Regions from separate parts of the Capsicum annuum genome. Here region 2 is linked to region 1. Evidence: chromatin contacts called from public Hi-C data. All regions are on one chromosome and are shown on one strand. Each heading gives the region's core, a stretch centred on a gene start, on an enhancer-like site or on the middle of the called end of the contact. The rest is flanking DNA. Distances are from core to core; before and after follow the strand shown. Region 1 overlaps LOC107845274 (mechanosensitive ion channel protein 1, mitochondrial). Region 2 has its middle 35 kb from the start of LOC107845573.

The links. Hi-C and Micro-C count contacts between places; a contact is called where the count stands out from the background.
Region 2: a contact with region 1 is called in a Hi-C map of leaf, with 2.1 times the contacts expected there. The contact joins two enhancer-like sites. A contact is called at or near these places in 2 of 5 Hi-C or Micro-C datasets (leaf and placenta).

The regions. Positions count from the first base shown.
Region 1 is chr10:82,254,750-82,258,914 of UCD10Xv1.1, reverse strand. It overlaps LOC107845274 (mechanosensitive ion channel protein 1, mitochondrial), which reads right to left. Exons shown (of 10, transcript XR_007045759.1): 8 at 2,534-2,647; 9 at 1,058-1,233; 10 at 1-153. Among protein-coding and RNA genes, the nearest start is that of LOC107844218, 18 kb to the left of the region's middle. Within about 2 kb of position 2,139, at least 2 of the 5 cell types and tissues checked have an H3K27ac peak or open chromatin away from gene starts, as enhancers often do. A contact at or near this core is called in leaf, where this site is marked.
Region 2 is chr10:82,590,542-82,594,706 of UCD10Xv1.1, reverse strand. No RefSeq gene overlaps it. Among protein-coding and RNA genes, the nearest start is that of LOC107845573, 35 kb to the right of the region's middle. Within about 2 kb of position 2,601, at least 3 of the 5 cell types and tissues checked have an H3K27ac peak or open chromatin away from gene starts, as enhancers often do. A contact at or near this core is called in leaf, where this site is marked.

The sequences.
Region 1 (4,165 bases), core at 890-3,389:
ACTAAAGTAGCCATTCTATACTTTTTCAAATCCGTACTTGCACAAAAGACTAGATATCTCAGACGATGGTATTGAGCATCAATACCAGAAGACAGAATGTCTAATCCCTTACTCAAATACTCGGCATAGACAACTACAAATACACCCTAATCCCTGCATAGCAATCACCAATTTAATTAAATACCTATATACTCATATATCGAAACATAATTATATCTTTAAATGTTCCACCATTCTTGAGTTGCAAGTTCCTTACCAACATCAGCATTATAGTAATTCACATAAGCCTTATCGATGTATACTTTGAAAAAGCAAATCTGTGGTAGTGTATCTGTTAATTGAAAAATTCTTGTTCTTGTACTTCTACCTCAAATAGTACATGATGACATCCAGATGATGTTCAAATTGTAATCAAATGGAATATATGTTATAGCAGGCAACTGTAATGATTATTACTTAGATACAAATTAAATTATTTTCGTATGTAATATGATTAAAGAAAAAATGCAGGAAATTGAAAGAGCAATAAATGAAAAAGATACATATTAATATAGAATGATACATGTTTTGTTATTATGTATATAAAACAAATTACATTCAGCTAAAAACATCTCAAAGTTCTTTCCTCGCAGCAAATCATCAAATTTGACAAAAACAAATTTCTTTTTGCATGATCTTTAACAATTCTTCTAACTTGTGCAGTTAAAGTAACAACCTCATGTTATACACTTTAATGCATCACACAATCAATAATGCATATACTAATGGAAATCTACTTTAACAATGTTTAAAGGAAAAATAAATATATGTAATATATGACGATACATCTTTTGTTAGTATGTATGTAATACAATATAAGAGCAGATGTAATACAATATAAGAGCAGAATAAAAAACCCAACATCTGTACTGCAGCACATGATCAAAATTGACAGAAACAAGTTGCTTTGCACTCTTTTTTAATGAAAAATAAGATAAACAATGAATTTCTAAACGTAGCGTACAAGCCAAAATATGTATCTCGGCATAACATTCAACAGATCTAAACATGCAATTACCTTAGAAAGATCATCTCTGAAAATTGCTTCGGCAAGTCTTCTTCTCTTGGCGGGAGCTGTACTTGCAGGACTGTTAGATCCCTTTTTCTTAGAACCACTTTCTTTTTTCTTCTTCTTTCTTAGCATGCTTTTGCCACAACTTCTTCATAGTTTGAGGATAGTTTCTATTCTTTGATCTATTTTCATCAAAGCCAACAAATTCTTAGTCAAAACTTTCGGGAACGAAGTTTACAACTTCTTGAGATTCTTTAATACTTTCTAATTGAGAAAATCCAAGACTAAAAAGAGGGTCCCAAATCTCTATTCATAATGGTAATTCAAACAATAAAGCCTAAAAAATGAATAATCGAAGAAATTGTTCAACCAAAACTCTAAAATTTTACTTTGTAAAAGCAGACGCAAAATTCTTTTTTTAGAAGAAATTGAAGTTGATTTTAGGGAGAGAAATTACCTTACTTCAAAATTTTGAATTAGATGAAGAAATTGGATAAAAATCGCATCAGAAATTGCGGCGTACAGAGAGGAGAAGTGGGTTATTTTGATAAAGAATCGACTTCTTAGTTGTAGATTTTAACTTGTATCTCAACTTTACCAAAAAGTATGAAATATTGGGATTTAAATAATTTTTTAGAAGTGCGAGAATTTTTAGAAGTTTAAAAACTTATGTTGGTTATTTATGTAATTTTTCCTACTTTTTTTGTTTACACCTGCATAGCTGAATCTTGCAACAATGGTCATAAATAGTGTCACACTTATTATACATACAATATATCAACCTTGTATAAAAGTGTATAAAAATATATAAGAAAAGTTTATACACAAAATAGGTGAAAATCGTCACCGAATAAGTTCAAAATTTAACCAAAACTTCAAAAATAATACTCCCAATGAACCTCCATTATCAATTTGTAAAAAATTTTAAAAAATCACAACTCATTTGTAAGTTTTCAAACTTCCAAAACCTCAATAATGGAGTTTTGATCTCTCACTTAAAAAATACCCAACAGTGTTTAAATCCGTGAAGGTCAATGTTTAAATCCGTGAAGGTCAACACAAATATTACTACCACTCAATTTCTAAGCATGAATAATCATATTTTCAAACCACAATTTCAACCATCGATTTTGAATTTGTCAATTCCAAATAGGTATTCCTGTTTCCTCAACCTTTGTTCAATCCACTCTTCAAAAATAAATAATGGCAATGGAGTTTTGAGGCACAAATATCATATAAGAGTGGGGGGGTGGATTGGAAATTATTCTAAAAAACAAAGAAAATGATACTGGAGGTTGTGTAACTCGATCCCCGGAATCTCATCGTCATTGTAAGTTTAAGTAAGAAATCTATTTTTTGCAAAATATACACAAAATGGGTTACTTGGGTAAGATTGAAAATATGGACAACACTATGGTTATAAGGTTGAGCCGACTGATACAGAGTAAAAATTGCAAGAAAATTAGCAAATTCAAGTGATACCAAAATCATCGCTCAACAGTAAGATCTTATGACAGAACTTCAAGCAAAACTTCCACTGGAACCAGCACAAAAGCCTCTGCCTCCATAACCGAACAAAGGCCATCCTCCAAGACCCTGCACAAAGTTAACGATATACAACTTGAAGAAACATGCAAGAAAATAAATGGACAAGCATGACAAATACAGTCCAAACTGCTTTAAGAGCGGTACTTAGACGAGAATATTATAAGCCCATATTTACAAATTTACCTGTTCGGGGTTAAATTTTATTGTGGTACCATATTCAAAGTACAGAATTTTTTGTAAAAGAAAAGGTATTTGTGTCTTGGCCATATAAATTATGGTCTTATGTCCCTTTTATAGCAGCTAGCAAGAACACTTCACATTCCAAAATGCCCAACGTGGTCTATTGACATTTTGGCAAAGATATTGTCAGTAAAAGTGCAACGCCAAGCTTTTAAGCAAACAATTACCATACAAGCAATTGAGCAAACAATACACAAATATGACCAGAATACCTCATAAAATGAACTTAATAACAAGCAACCAGTTAGCTGGAAGCTTGCCCTCTTTCTGGCATCTATGTAGTAGTATTTATCCCTTACCATGTACTTCAGACAAACATAAAGCAAAAAGTTGAATCCACAGAGACACAAAAAACAAAAAGCCGAGATAGTATTCACATTGTAATGGTGCCATGACTAGCATTTGGTCACCTGAACCCATTTTTCCAACTCTCCATAGCTTTAGCCAAAGGAGCACAGGTTTCTTTCCTGTCCACACCATGAACACTAAGAAACTTCCTGAACTTCCTCCTAGCTTGATAGGAGCCTTTTGCTCGAAGATGCTAAGGCAAGTATGGACATTCCTACTTGTGAGAAAGCACAGGAAAATATTACTAGGATGTGTATCTACACATTGTTACACTAAGCCCTATTTATATTTAGATTCTACACAATATGTATACTCCTTTTCCACATGAGACACTATAATAATCTTTTTCCATATGGAAACTCTACCCCGCACCCCCCCCCCCCCCCCCCCAAAAGAAAAAACAAGCTGGTGCATATAAGTTATATGTACCGCACTTGTTACAGATGTAACCAACACAAGTCAGAAACTTAGTGAAAAAAATCTGCAAGTTGATCATTTGACTTCACAAATTTTGTAAGATACTGGAAGTATCTTTTCTCTGATCAAGTGAGAGAGTCAATCTCAATGTGCTTAGTCCTCATGAAACACTGGATTTGACACAATATTAAGGGCCGCTTGATTATCACACAAGTTCCATCTGAGTGATTTCTCTGGAATTTAATTTTCTGACCCATTGTTTGAGCCAGACTAGTTCACAAATTACTATAGCCATTGCTTGAGATTATGCTTTTGCACTTAGATCGAGCAACCACGTTCTGTTTCTTTCTCATCTCGGACACTAACTTACCTCCTATCATAACACAATACCTAGGCATGGAATGCCTATCATAAGGTGATCTTGCCCAATCGACATCTGTGTATCCAACAATCTGCTTATTACCTCAATCCTCAAAAACCAATCCTTTGCCTGGGGCTGAATTTATGTATCAAAGAATATGAATAACCACATCTCAATGACTATCAGAAGGAGGTTTCATA
Region 2 (4,165 bases), core at 1,352-3,851, 340 kb before region 1:
TTGATGGATGGAGGCAGTCAATTAGCCAACGGAATCCCCTAGATCTTGCAGGCAACTCAATTTTTTGCCCCATGTGGTCAAATAAGACTAAAAGTTGTACGAAAAGATAAGGACATCCTTGAAGGTCTCTATAATGGGCATGTTGATAATCATCTAGTGATAAGAAGAGCTCAGAACAATGGCTTGGTCCTTATAAGGTCTTAACCTTGTATCTATACAACTGGAGGCGAAGTTTTCCAATTGTGACCTAGTTAGGCCTTACAAGCTACAAAAGTAGGAGGTACCATAAGTTTATCCCATATTGGGAGTTACAATCCATCATCTGGGTTCTAGCCCCTTTACATTCTTCTTCATCATCCTTCAACAATACCAACTCAGATGTAATAGTATTTTATCCTGCTTCATCTAGTGATTCCAAAATATCGAGAACTAATTCCTCCTATGCCTGAGTTTCTAAATTTAAGGGTCCTTTTCCTCTTCAGAAAATTAGGGGTCATCAGATAACTTGTATCTTTGGTGGAAGCAAGATCGACAGCTAAGTTCCAGATCTGGGAGGCAACAACTCCATGAGAAAGGGATAGGTAAGACCGATATCTTTTTTTCTATGAAACATTTCCTAAGTTGTAAAGGGGAGAAGAAATTATTAACATAAGAGAAGGACAAAGATATGCATACGATGATTTTTTTTCCTTTAGATAAATCAAAACCATGGCTTTCTATGTTTTATCCTTTTTGGGAGAAACTCGGAGGATCCCTTTTAACCGAGATGTCATGTTGGTCACTTCACTGGGTTGGACTTGTAGAGCTACACAATAAGAAGGAAAGAAGTAATAGGCATAAAATGTATGGGGAGGAATAATGTCAGAAAGAAAATTAGCAGATTATGACTATGGTTCCACGTCTTTGAGAATAGGGCGAATCTCGATTGATGCAATAGTTTTGTGGAGACAGGCACATATTTGTCATATTATCCCTATTCAAAGTCATTCTTAAATCAAGAAAGTAGACCTAACATCCCTAGAGTGGTCATATAAATGACACCGCTGCAAAATAATAGAGGAACATAAAAGTGAAATAAGTGATTGATTGTGAAGTACTAGTTGCCCTTGTCAATTAGGCAATGAATACACTGGATGAGCCTCCATACATGAGCAAATTAAGCCATGCACACTTTATATCTCCAACAAAAATCTTCGGATATGTTAGGAATCAAGAGGCCCAAGCTTATTAAGAAAGGATAGGTATAGATCAAGTAAGATTTAGGAATATGATGTGTGATTCACGTGTGCTTGTGCATGGTAACAACTTTTTCGCACTTGCAACATCCACAGTCACATCTAATTTTAGGGAGGTCTCTCTTTCTCACACTAGAGACTTGTATTCCATAATTGATGTGCCATGACCATGATTCAGGCAGTCATTGAAAAGAAAGAGAACTTTGGGGAAGATATCAATGGCAAGTGCTTCATCACGGACTTATTTTGCTTGACCACTGATAGGAGCCTTTCCCCCACGCAATGTTGATAGGGATTTCCATTTAGGGGTGGTTGTCGATAATGGGCTTTATCGAGCCGCTCCATTGGAATTGAGGAAGAATGACAAGATGAAAATAAATAAGACATATTGAATCACTACTAAGGAAACAAAAAGTGATAAGTTTTGGTGTTGCATTGAAGAAGAAATTGGGGAAAGAGGATTTCACAGATTGAGTGCAAAGTACAAAGGAAAATGATGGGGGAAAAGAGCAATTGTCCATTTATATACATAGGGATTACGAATCTTGGGTCGAGTCATGGTTCCAAGTTATCATAGCATGACCCGTGGCCGAAACTTTGAATGCAATGATGTGCATCATGGTGTGTGCTAGAGCCATGCTTCACTTATTTTTTTGCCAAGAATTGTTTTTGGTTAAAAGGATATTTTATTCATTACTATTAATATGCATCACAGGAGTTTACAGTAGGAGCTGCAAGCAGCTTATCAGTACCTAAAGGAGTAGAACTAGTTACATAAACCTGATAGTTAGGGGCTCGACTGGCCCAACAAAACAGTTAACATAATTCGGGTAGTGTGGCACAGCAAGACTAACAAAAAGCTAACACAATGCTAGAGATAAAAGTGAAGCAACATCCTCTATAGGAGGGTGGCTGCTGGTGTCTTCAACAGGCGACGAACGAGCAAAATCTGGCAGATCAACCCATTCTACGAACACATTATTATGTAACTTATGGCCTTCCTTAGCTAGCCTATCTGCAACTGTATTGAGCTTCCTTGATTTATGCATTATCGTTGGGCTCCCCAGGCTGGTTAGAAGATCCTTGCATGAAGAAGCTTAAGTGTTATTAACATCGTTATGGGGATCGAGAGCTTTTATTACCTCTGGTGAAGCTGTTGCAATTTCTAAATGTGGGGCCTGCAGCTTAAGAGCAAATAGAAGACCATAAAATAAGCTTGTAAGTTTTGCATCCAAAAGAGAGTTAACATTTAGTTTTGTACTATAACCCCTAACCCAATCACCTAAATTATTTCTAAAGACACCCCCCGCTCCTCCTATTTTTGTGGAGTGGTCATAGGATCCATCTACATTATGCTTAAGACCAATTTGAGGAGGCTTCCAGGTTGTTGGTTCTTCTTTATGGCGAATGAAAGATTTGACTCCAAGGAAGAAGAATTCTACAGCCCTTTCGATTGGTTTTTACCAAGAATTTAAGAGAACTTTTCCGGGAATTACCAAGAATTTGAGAGAATTTTTCCAATTCCCGATCTTCTTAGTACTCGAGCAATCAAAAAGTTCAGGACTATCTATATAGGGTAAAATCAGTCTTGTCTAGATGGACAAATAACATGATGATACGTAGGATCCGGATATGAATACAGTTTGCTAGTCTGAAATTCACGGTAGAGATCGAGATTCTTGCGGCCAATGGGCAACCGAAGACTTAGTGCTTAAGTTAGAGATTAAAAGGGTCCGCACCCTACTCCCTCCGTTTCATTTTAGTTAGTCATTATTGACATAACATTTTTATTAAAAAAATATTTAATAAAGGTTTATTTTACTAAAGTAATCCTATTAATTATGCATTAAAAATCTAAATTTGAATATATACACTTTATATAGTCATTTAATGATAGAGGTACTATTGAAAAAATACAATAAACTTCTTTTGATTTTAAAACTTGAACAACTAAAATAAAATAAATATTTTTAGTAAGAGGATCAACTAATATAAAATGGAGGAAGTAGTTATTATTTAGGTTGTTCTCTATAGATAATCCATTAGGCATGCATGTTAAGGGCTCTGGATTTTGAATACACACTTATTTAGGCCTAATCTCTGAAAGCAAAAGCTCTGAGCCTCGCAGTTCTTTAGTCCTTTCGGAGGCGCTATTTCAGTGACACAAGGCTTGATTCTTAAGATCCAATCCACGGCTTGATTTTTTTTTTCTTTATATTCGCTACATCGTATTATTTTTTGAATTATTTAATTATTATTATTATTTTTAAAATCGGTATAACTCATTAGACCTTAAACCAATTTGACAAATTCAAATGTACCGTTTTAGGGGAAAACATTTTCATTTGATAATTATTTACATATAATTATTTTTTATATGACAAAATGTTCTCTTCGTGTTAATTTGTATGTTTCATTTTGGTTTGACATGATGTTTATCAAATAAAAAAATAAATTAATTTTATAATTTTAAATTGAAAACATGTAACATATACCAAAATGCTCTTTAAAATATATATAATGCATCAAAAAAAAAAATTTAATCTTATGATTTTAAAGATGTGACATGGAAAATTAATATTAAAGAATTAAAGCAAAATGAAGGATGCATATTTCTTGAAATGCATTAAAAAAAATATTATACGATTTCAATTGGCATGTTGGCCTTTTACCATCGCCCCCTTAAAAGAGCATAACTTCTACACATTTGGGGATCGTTTGGTGTAAGGTATTAAAATATATAATCTCGAAAAAAAATATTACTTTCGAAATAAAATTTTTGGTGCCTTGTTGATTGTCAAGTTCAGAATAGTTTATCCTAAGATTAATAAATAGTATCACGATAAGTTATTCCATCTTTTGACTGGTATAAATAATATAATCCCAACATAATTTACCTTGAGATAATGTCATAAAATGACAAAATGACC